Linked DNA regions of Hordeum vulgare: regions 1 and 3 are each linked to region 2. Evidence: chromatin contacts called from public Hi-C data. All regions are on one chromosome and are shown on one strand. Each heading gives the region's core, a stretch centred on a gene start, on an enhancer-like site or on the middle of the called end of the contact. The rest is flanking DNA. Distances are from core to core; before and after follow the strand shown. Region 1 holds the start of LOC123443856 (V-type proton ATPase subunit c''2). Region 2 holds the start of LOC123443854 (ABC transporter G family member 37). Region 3 holds the start of LOC123439958.

Region 1 (3,361 bases), core at 625-3,124, 270 kb after region 2:
ATTCATAGCAGCCGCCATAAAAAACAAATGACAAGCATCATAAGCGCAAACTTAACATGTTATGGTCGAGCCATATGGAGCGAAGAAGAGTGATGATACCAAAGCTAGAGAAAATTAGTAGACCAAGATAAAAGGGGAGGAGGTGGGGTATGCATGTTTGAGAAAATAGGACCATGTGGGAAAGAGATGAAGTGGGACAAATACAATTAGAGAAACATTGTTTTGTTGTCTCGTGAAAACGCACGGGACATTTAACTAGTAATCAATAACGCACGGAGCATTTAACTAGTAATCAATAATGACACAACCAAATCTTAACATAGATTATAGTTTCCCGTCCGAGATGAACTCCTAGATATGATCAATTTTGTTTCCTTATTTATGCAGGCCCGATCGATTGGTCAATTGTTTTTAGAGGGAGATTGGTTTATTGATATGCTTACTCGACTCACCACCACGAGTCCACCAACTATGTAAGCTTGCCTTTTTCTATTGGTCTTGCAGCGTCTCAAGGTTCCTATTTACCGTGTAGGTCGCTCGTTAGGCACGTAACACATATTCCAATGCTTATATGGGCCAGCCAGTTTATGCTCTTTTAATATTTGTTTTACACTGGTTTTAGGAAGCTTATATAACCTTGCGTGCCTTTTTTTATCCTTCTTTCTATTTTTATTTTTTTTACTTATTTTTTCCATTTTTTTTTCTAATTTTGGAATCGTGAACAATTTATGAATTCACAAACATTTTTTTCGAGGAATATCTTTGAATATATAAACCAAATGCATGATCCTTTTTCAGATTCACAAACATATTTTGAAATTACGAACATTTTTTGAATATGTGAACATTTTTTCAATTTGTGAACATTTTGTGAAGTTGCTAACATTTTTTTATTTCTGAATACTTTTCTAAATAGTGAATATTTTCCATGTTTACAAATATATTTTTAAATGTATAGACATTTTTATAAATATGTGATTCAAAATCATGAATACATTAATGAATATTTTTTAAATCATGATTTCTTTTCAAATTGGCGTACATTTTTGGAATTCGTGAATATAATTTAAGTTCTTCAATGTTTTAGGAAATCACTAATATATTTTGAATTCAGTAACAATTTTAAAATTTGTGATTTTTTAATCTTAGAAGACTTTTTGTATTCACAAACTTCTTTTGAAACGCGAACATTTTAAAATTCGTGAATATTTTTGGAATTCTTGAACAATTTTTGAAACCATGAACATTTATGAATCCATGACCATTTTTGAAAATCATGAACATTTTTGAAATTTGTGACAAATTTTGTATTCATGAACATTTATTAAATACATGAACACCTTTTGAACATTTTTAAATTCATGATTATTTAATAAATTTATTAAATTTATTTGAATTCCTGAATATTTTTCAACTTTACTAATATTTTATGAATTCATGAACCTATTTTTTCAAACCATGGACATTTTCATACTTTCAACTATTTTCAGAATCTTCAAAAACTTTTTGAAATATTTTTATAAATTCACTAACGTTTTTTATATTTCTAGAATATTTTCTTTAAAATTCTTATATGATTATTAACTTTGGTAAACATTTTATTAATTTAGTAAATAAAAAGCAAAAAAAAAAAAGGAATGCGACCGCGTCCGGGGCGAGCCGCAGGAGTGTGGCTGCGTGTTTGCTCGCAGTCCATCGCTCCATGCGGTGATTAGGAGCCCCCCTCAAGACTAGCACGTGACCCGGACTGACACGATCCCCTCTCCCGCAAAACAATAAAGAAATATACGATCTCCTCTGCGCCGTCCATAACCAGATCGGACGGAGCGCATACCTTCTGGCCCCAGCAAGGCTGGTTGGTCCCCGTGCAGACCACGCACACATCTTCTCCTCCATCGCACCCCGACTCTCTCTCCTTCCCCAGTCACCGATCCAACCATCCCAAAGAGAGAGAAAGAAAATCCCCGATCCAGCACCGAGCGCGCACCGGTGGAGATCGTGGTGGGAGGATGTCGTCGGACTACTCGTCGTCGTGGGCGCGCGCGCTCGTGCATATCTCGCCCTACACCTTCTCCGCCATCGGCATCGCCGTCTCCATCGGCGTCTCTGTCCTCGGCGCAGCATGGTGAGACCTAATCTTCCCCCCCTTCCGGGCATCGCCTCGCTGGATCTGCTGCGCGCATCTTCTCATACTGCCCCACTGTGGTTTTGCTGCTGTCAGGGGGATCTTCATCACGGGGAGCAGCCTCATCGGGGCCGCCATCAAGGCGCCCAGGATCACCTCCAAGAACCTCATCAGGTGAGGGAATCTCTGGAGCCTTGCTAACCTGGTGGGCCTGATTTGTCTCGACGCCGTCTCCTCTGCACTGCGGTAGCTAGATTTGGCCTTGCTTGGTGGGTGGGCTCTGGGCTGTGAGCTCTTGACTTTTGTCTACCTTAAACTTGATGATGCGTGGTTGCGTCCAGGAGATGGATTGGCCATTGTTTCTTCTGTTAGTTAGCATTGTGTTACATGAAATTAAGCGTCCGATGTTTGAGTAGAGCAAACCACCTTGCTTCTGATGGTAAATTATTCAACTAGCTTGGAGGGGCTGATATTCCTTCCATGGTGAATCACTTTCGGTGTTTATACGATTAGTTGACTTACATCTCTTAGTAGGAAGAATCGGACATTATCTCATTGCAAACTATCCATGGGTAAATGCACTGATGATATTCTAACAAATGCCAAAGACAAGGGCGTGCAATTGTTGTTGCCTGTGAAGAAATTTTCGTGGTTATGTCAGACACGCCTAATTTGGATATAGGTCCGTATGTCCATTGTTGTGTCAGTCACCCATCCTGAATCCTCACATTTCGCACTTGTTTAGTCTCGTTTTAATAAACCAATTTAACCGTCTCGTTTTAATAAACCAATTTAACCGTTATGTAAGTCGTGACAAACGCTCTGCATGCTGGCAACGCACGAAGGCCAGATACTGCTATCAACTTCTACTGGAATCATGATAGATAGAAAGTCAAAGCAGGAGGCTTATTTTCTTTTGTTTGTTTTGCGGTTCCTCTGTTATGTTAGGCCCATCAAGTTCTTACAGTGGTCGTGTGGGATCTGGTCTAGTTCCTTAGTTTGTCTTTATAATTTGATTCGTCATTGAACCTGTGTTTGTGGCTTTTATTCTTCTCTTGTTTTGTTGGAGGGCATGTTCGTTAGAATGGTAGGCAGTATAACAAAGGAAAACTAGTGTTTTGGCTCTACATCTACAATTGGATGTAGCACAAACACCCTCTATGTCGTTAGAGGAAGAAGGATGTGAGTTCATATGATGTATTGGAGAAACACTAGTCTGATAGTAACCAGGGAGCT
Region 2 (3,506 bases), core at 642-3,141:
CCCGCTGACGTCGTGGAGGACGGTCATGGCCTGCTTCCGGCTGGGGATGACGTGGAGCGCGTTCCCGACGGCCTGGAGCACACCGAGCAATTCACATGCTTAGAGAGAGATATCGAAAGAAAGGACACGGTTCTTCTTCTTCCAATGGCGGTGTCGCTGGCGAAACGAGGTGGACGCGCACGCCATTCGCTCGGCGGAATGCCGCAGAGCCGCGCGGCCGATGCGCCAACATCGCATGCCATGGGGTGGAGGTCGGACGATTCCGTGGCGTGGATGGGGATGCGGTGGAGGTGGCCGGAGGTAGGGAACGACCGTCGCGACGCCGTGCCGGTGCCGGTGGCCATAGGCGGAGGTTGGTGGGACACGGTCGGTATTTGTTATTTGTTTTTTTGTAAGTGATGAAGTCGGGCAGGAGCGGCAGGCTCCGTTGCGGGCCGAGCCCGGCGTCGCGACAGTTTGGGCTCTTGTTGGGCTACTTTATGCTAGGAAATTTTGTACTACTCCTAAAAGATCACATTTCTTGTTTAAATAAACATTTATCTTTGTATAATACGGAGTAATATAAAATTGTTACTAGTACTTGGTGCAATTGAAAGAAGAAAGGATGAGGACCTGAATATTAGGTGGCGGCTAGGTTTAATAAATCTCGAATTCCGAAGTCACGTGGAGAAAAAAAAAGCCTCGAAAGCGAGACACGGTCAGAGTAATACTTTCTGCCGGACAAGTGGCCGAAACGGCAATCAAGCTGCAGCGTGTGCTTGGTCTTTTGTGAAGCCAAGAAAATATCACGCGCCGAGAGGCGACTCACCTACCGCATTGCTTGCCGATGGGCCAAAAGGCATACAGCTCGCTGGCAAGTTGCAATCGCAAAAACGAGAAAACAAAGCCCCTACTTGGCTTCAATTTTCGCAGCGTCGCTGTCGATAACCATATGATAAACGAGAGAGCACCGTCGCTCGCCTCCATCGCGGAACCAGCTGCACCAAAACGCAAAAGCAGCCCATCCTCATCGACTAATTGGCCCTACCATGTACATGTACTGTCGCAGCCAAGCCAGGACTGATTAGTTATCATTAACTATGATCAACATGCTTGTTCGAGTGGTGTGGGGGGAAAACAAAAAACAAATGCAAATTGAAGGTAAGCCGCCATGCATGGACTTGTCGCATCTGTTTTGGAGCGGAAGGAGAAGGAATGATGTACCTCGAGTGTGTTGGTGACGGCGTTGATGAGCGTGGGGAGGCCGCGGTTGCCGACGCGCACCTCGGCCTCGATCTCCAGCTTCTCGAACCGCACCTCGATGGTGGGGTAGTCGATGCCGACCCTGTCCATGCGCTCCTTGAGCTTGAGGAGGAAGTTCTCGTGGTCGTCGTCGGCGGCGCGAACCAGCCGCTCGATGAGCGCACGGCTCTCGTGGGCGCCCAGCCGCCCCACGTCCACCTCCACCTTCTCCCCGCCGTCCTCCACCGTGAGGATCCCGCGCCGCACCCGGTCGTACGTGGGCAGCCGCTCCAGGGCCGCCCACCGCAGCGCCTCCTCGTCGTCCTCCTCCTCCTGGAACCGCGACGACGTCCGCGAGAACACGTCGTCGCCGCGCCGCCATAGCGAGCTGTCCCGCCGCAGGCTCGTCACCCGGTGGATCTCTCGATCCATCCTCGCCTCTGCTTGATTGATTGCTTACTTACTTACTTACTTATCTTCGTCTTCTTCCTCCGTTGATCACTCTATTCTAGGAGTATTGTGCACAGTGCACTGGCCTGGCCTGCCCTGGCTTAGCTCTGTTGCGCAGCTCCTCCTTGCCTTCCGACAGGGGACTCACTGGTTTGGCTTGGGGTACGAGCTAGTACGAAGGGAGCAGACGAAGGAGTCCCTATATATACGCCCAGGAGAAGGGAATGGTTGAAGAAGCTGGTGAGGAGGAAGACCACGGCAGCCACATTATCGAGTTTCACCTCACCTACCTTGAGCGGGTCCTTGACCTCGACACATTTCGTACAGGTCCGCTGCACTGTGCGAGCTTGGACCCGGCACGGGATGTGGTCGTCGTCCTACAAGATAATGAAACTACGCTTTCGAGCTAGCTCTTCATTTTTCACGCGCGTGTTTACACCTGACCGCGCGCGGGGGGGAGCTTCCTGGCATCAGCGGGGGTTTTGTCTCTGCGTCGTGGCCGAGGCGGGCAGTGGTCAACATGCATGCATGTCTCGGGATTATTCGATTAGAGGCTGCTCTCCCCCCGCGGTAGGTTCGTTTGGCCAGGGATAGTATGATATTAGGAAGAGGGCAGCCGCCTGCAACCACTTGCAGATGCAGAGTAGGAGCAAGAGTATACTACTACGACTAGTACTGGTGGTCTCTGATTGTTAACAATAGTGTCTACTTTGGATGGGTGTGGTTAAAAAAATCGTGTCCAGCCAGGACGATGAGGCCGGGCGACGACAACGGCGGCTGCGTCCATCCAACGGCTCACCAGAGATTGATCCGCCCATTCATTTCGTTAGGGGTGTCGACATGAGCAGTGACCCATTCATTATTAAATCCCATCCGTGTAGAAAAGTCTTTTCAGGCGAATCCTTGAGCCGGTTGGTCGAAATTTTCTTCGTCCATTGGTCTACTTGCCTTTTCTTATATATTGATGTTTTAAAGGGAGAAAGACCGGTCATCTCGGCGATGCATGCAATTATTTTATTAATAATTTACAAAAAAATTATAAAATAATATATTAGTAAGTCTGAAGCCATCGTCTTGACAACATTTATCGTTACTCCTATCAACTTGATAAAGGGGTGCCACAGTGTGAGCCAAATATCAAACAAACCTCGCATCATAGGCTAACATCTAAAACCGAAGGCCCCAACCAAGCCACATTGTCGGATATGGGGCACACACCGGTCCGGCGCACTCTCATAGGTTGCCGTCGTCGTCTTGCACATATCCATCTTCAGAGTTGTACTCATGCGTCAACCTTGTGAGGCTTATTTGTCGTCGACGACACCACGACGTCCAGTCTTGAGGATATAACCCCGGGCCTTACCCGACCTTTTAAAGTCTAGCCCAAGAACAAGACATGTATAAACACAAGGCCTAAGGAGCGGCTCCTCTTGAAGTGTGGGTTATCCAATCACCTAGCGGGTCGCTCATTGCACTTGACGTAAAGAGTTATTTCCTGCTTGGAAGACAAGATAGGTAGGAGTTAGATTAAGTCACGGGTTGTAGTACGATCCGGATTCTATTGTAATCTGAGAGCCTCCACCTATATATAAATGGAAGCCCCTGGGGTAGAAGGGATATGCTAGAAATCCTCGAGAGCTAGGTTAGCGATTCCGCACCCTTGTAATCGAGATCATCATCAATAACACCAAAAGCAGGACATAAGCTTTTACCTCCATCGGAGGGCCGAACTTGGGTAAACTCTTGCCACTCGTTCCCGATCAACCCCATCCAAGCAACCACCTAGTTGCGATGGCTCCTAGACTTAGTCCTATCACGAGGGCATCTGTCGTGAC
Region 3 (3,408 bases), core at 76-2,575, 360 kb after region 2:
AATTATCTAAATAGTCATTGTCGTCTTTTGACTAATAGGATGACAACAAAGTGACGTGGGGCCGCCTGCTAACAGAAACCCCTAAACCTGACTTTGTCGTCTAGTGGCAGATGGCAAAGGTTTCTTCTTTGTCGTTTGGTGCACATGAAGGCTGACGGTAAAGGCACTAACTTCGTCTGTTTGGTCAGTTGCGTGAGTTACTTTTTTTTTGCCGTCTTTACTTATTTGCAGACGGCAAAGAGGTTATACTAACAGCAAAATCTTTGTCGTGTGCCCGGTGGAAAGCTCACGGCAAAGTACCTCTTTGCCTATTCACAGTATGTCGTCAAGCTTTGTCGTCTGTTGGCTGATGATAAATTTTTTAACATCTGTATATAGGCCTTTGTCGTGTGTTAATGTCTGATGGCAAATTTCCTGATTTCTGTAGTGCCACCTAATATAATGAGAGAAAGAGGGCAAATAATTGACATGGCTAAACGAGAGGAACAAAAGAGGGGTTTGTAATTTCGATTTGAGTTGACAATATATGTGTTATATGCCGCCAAAATGGTATATTTACAAACTTTATTCGACTATAATCGAATGGCATATTTTTTTATCATATAAGTCAAATTGAGGAAAAACAAATGCCACCCATCCTATTAGCCCGAGCGGAGAGAGTATTTGAAAAGGAGATAAACATGAATTGGAGGGTGTATGGCCATCTGTTTGTGGAGGACACGAAGGCAACTGTGATATTGATTGTTTGTTATGTGTTTTTTATTGTCTATATTTAATATTAATAAATACTTCCATCAGACATGTATCCTAAAAGCGTGTTTGTTTTGTGAATTAAGTATAGCTCAGATGGTTAGGTTGTTTGTGGTGAATTCAGTCCAACATACTCACGTATGTTGGTCTTTGTTAAAAAATACATTTTTCTGTATTTATTTTAGTCCTTTTAATGATGTACGTTCAGTAGAAGAAGACACTTTGGTTGATTGCGACTATAATAATTTCATCAATTTTAAGATATTGTGTAGTTTCTGTATCTCAAAGGTGTGCATAGGTATAGCGCGTGCATGCTTACGTTCATAGGAATGTATGTATGTGTGCATCTGCGATGGTGTTGTGTTAAAAATATGTTTTTTCTAATATCTCTATATATGGAAAAGTAAAAGAAATAGATATATCAGCCGCAGCGCATGACGCGGGCTACAACCGTGCGCTGTCCATCAAGAAACTTCCGACTGCATGCACAAAGCGCAAAACCACTCCCACCACATAAAGCCAATTGCTAATGGCGCATCTCTCAATCTTCGTCGGCAGCCAAGCCATGCACGAGAGCTAACGAGGAGGAGAGGCCGGCCGGTCAGAGATCGACCGAGATGCATCGTTCGTCGAGCTACTACCTGTCATCCTCTTCATCTTCGTCGTCATCGATGGGGGCGGCGTCGGTGACCGGTGGCCCAAGCGGGAATGCAGGGCTGGACGCTGACCATCTGCCGACGTACGACCCGCACTCGGACACAGCCAAGAAAGAGGCCCTCGACGCCTGCCGCGCCAACCTTGCCCACACACTCGTCCACCTCGTCCCCATCGTGGTCCTCCTCTCCGGGCTTCTCCTCTGGTCGCTCTCCACCACCCCCGTTCACCCCACCGGTATGTACACATGCGCATGCAAACATGCACACATCCCTACTCTTCCCTGATTCAACGCCGAGATCAATTACTGCTTTGGATATCCAGATAAATATAAACGTGTACTGCCGATCGGTGATATATTTAATCTTTGTTTCCCTTCGTCACCAGACTCCTGTTCCGTTTGATGCTCATACCTTTTTTAAGCCATCTCTTATTGTCTTGCTTCTGCGGTGTGTATGCATGCAGAGGTGGGCGTAATTTTGCTAAAGAAGGAAAGACTAATGGCGCTGAAGAGTGGGCTCGAGCACAGCTCGAACGGCCCCGGTATGGTGGTTGCGATGGAGAATCTGGATCCAGCGGGCAACACTGTTGGGAAAAGAATAAAGAAGGACGGACTTAAGAAATGAAATGGATGGATGTGGTCCCTGTTGTTTTTTCTTAGTAAAAGAGCAATTAGTTGCATGTATACCCATTTTGGAAAATACATTTTCTTAGTAAAAGAGCAAATTAGTTGCATGTATACCCATTAAAAAACGACTAAGGATATATAAAAACGATTTTTTTTCTCGATCATTAGAGTTTTGACTCCCTGGTTCAAATCATAGCACAAGTAACATTTTAGACAGGACAAGCCGTACTCAAAACCAGAGAACCAAAAGGTTTGACACGAGCCAATGACAAGCTCCACTTGATTTTAAAACTACCTACGTCATAGGGACGCCATGGGACCCCTACGTCCCGAACTGCAGCAACCTGGAGCACGCCCAGTTTTTCACGCGGGAGTGGGATATGCTATGGGCAAAATTGACAAATTTGATCCATGAGTCAAAGAATTTCATAAACTGAACTATGTTTAAAAAAAATTCATCCAGCTGACCCATTTTGTGTGGCGTGCGACAGTCAGGCGCCACAGTATATTGTGTGACGTCTTTGTCTTAGACGATGTGGTAGTGTGACGCCTATACCTTAGGCGTCACACTAGGTTTCAGATGTCACACAACGTAGTGTCGGACGTCGCACAGTGTAGTGTGGAGCCTAAGACAAAGACGTCACACAAAAATGTCAGTTGGATGAAATTTTTTCGAACGTAGCTCAGTTTATGAAATCCTTTGGCTGCTGGATTAAATTTGTTAATTTTGCCCATGCTATGTAGAGCGCCATGGCTAGGGATGCATGCCTGATTGTGGTAGCAGCTCCATATCAACACTCTAAAAAAAAAGCAGCTCCATATGCAGGTTGGTCTCCGGGCATATCCTATCGGATTTGGCTTTGGGTGCTCGGTGTGCGTCAGGCTCTCTGCTGGATGTGGAACGTGGCAGCGAGGAGTTGGCATTCCGTGCCTGCGGTGGCCGGCCATCGGCGCTACGGGTCCACGGCTGGTTGGATGGTTGTGGTTGCAAGTAGGTCATCATAGGCACGGAATGCCAACTCCTCGCTGTAACGTAGTTCAGTGTGGGATGACTTTGTACGACTCGACGACTCCGGCCGCGGCGGCCAACCACCAGCCTTTATGGCCCCGAGGTGCTCGTCGGGATCCCCCGGTCGCTCGCCTGCAGGCGCGGTCGTCTCGTGCGGGGCGGGATCCGCGGGTCGGGCCGCGTCTCCTCCGGCTTCTTCGACTTCCGAGTCTTCGCGATATCCACCCACACCGCCGCGAATCCTGCTGAGGGGTGAATGCTCCTTGTCGGTGCAGACAAGCTCACCCCCATTCCACCCCGGTCCTAGCGCGCCCCCCCCCTTCTGCGCTCTCGCACCCGCCGGTCCGGCCGATGGCGCACTCCCCAG

Evidence for each region. Hi-C and Micro-C count contacts between places; a contact is called where the count stands out from the background.
Region 1: a contact with region 2 is called in a Hi-C map of seedling, with 6 times the contacts expected there. The contact joins the promoter of LOC123443856 here to the promoter of LOC123443854 in region 2. A contact is called at or near these places in 2 of 6 Hi-C or Micro-C datasets (leaf and seedling) and 1 of 1 datasets of contacts at active chromatin or transcription factors (embryo).
Region 3: a contact with region 2 is called in a Hi-C map of leaf, with 2.5 times the contacts expected there. The contact joins the promoter of LOC123439958 here to the promoter of LOC123443854 in region 2. A contact is called at or near these places in 2 of 6 Hi-C or Micro-C datasets (leaf and seedling).

Annotation. Positions count from the first base shown.
Region 1 is chr3H:358,974,455-358,977,815 of MorexV3_pseudomolecules_assembly, forward strand. LOC123443856 (V-type proton ATPase subunit c''2) reads left to right here and starts at 1,875. Exons shown (of 4, transcript XM_045120394.1): 1 at 1,875-2,125; 2 at 2,222-2,299. The coding sequence starts at 2,010.
Region 2 is chr3H:358,703,764-358,707,269 of MorexV3_pseudomolecules_assembly, forward strand. LOC123443854 (ABC transporter G family member 37) reads right to left here and starts at 1,892. Exons shown (of 20, transcript XM_045120393.1): 1 at 1,204-1,892; 2 at 1-72. The coding sequence starts at 1,653.
Region 3 is chr3H:359,067,996-359,071,403 of MorexV3_pseudomolecules_assembly, forward strand. It overlaps LOC123439958, which reads left to right and starts at 1,326. Exons shown (of 2, transcript XM_045116568.1): 1 at 1,326-1,641; 2 at 1,870-2,191. The coding sequence starts at 1,368. The coding sequence ends at 2,030.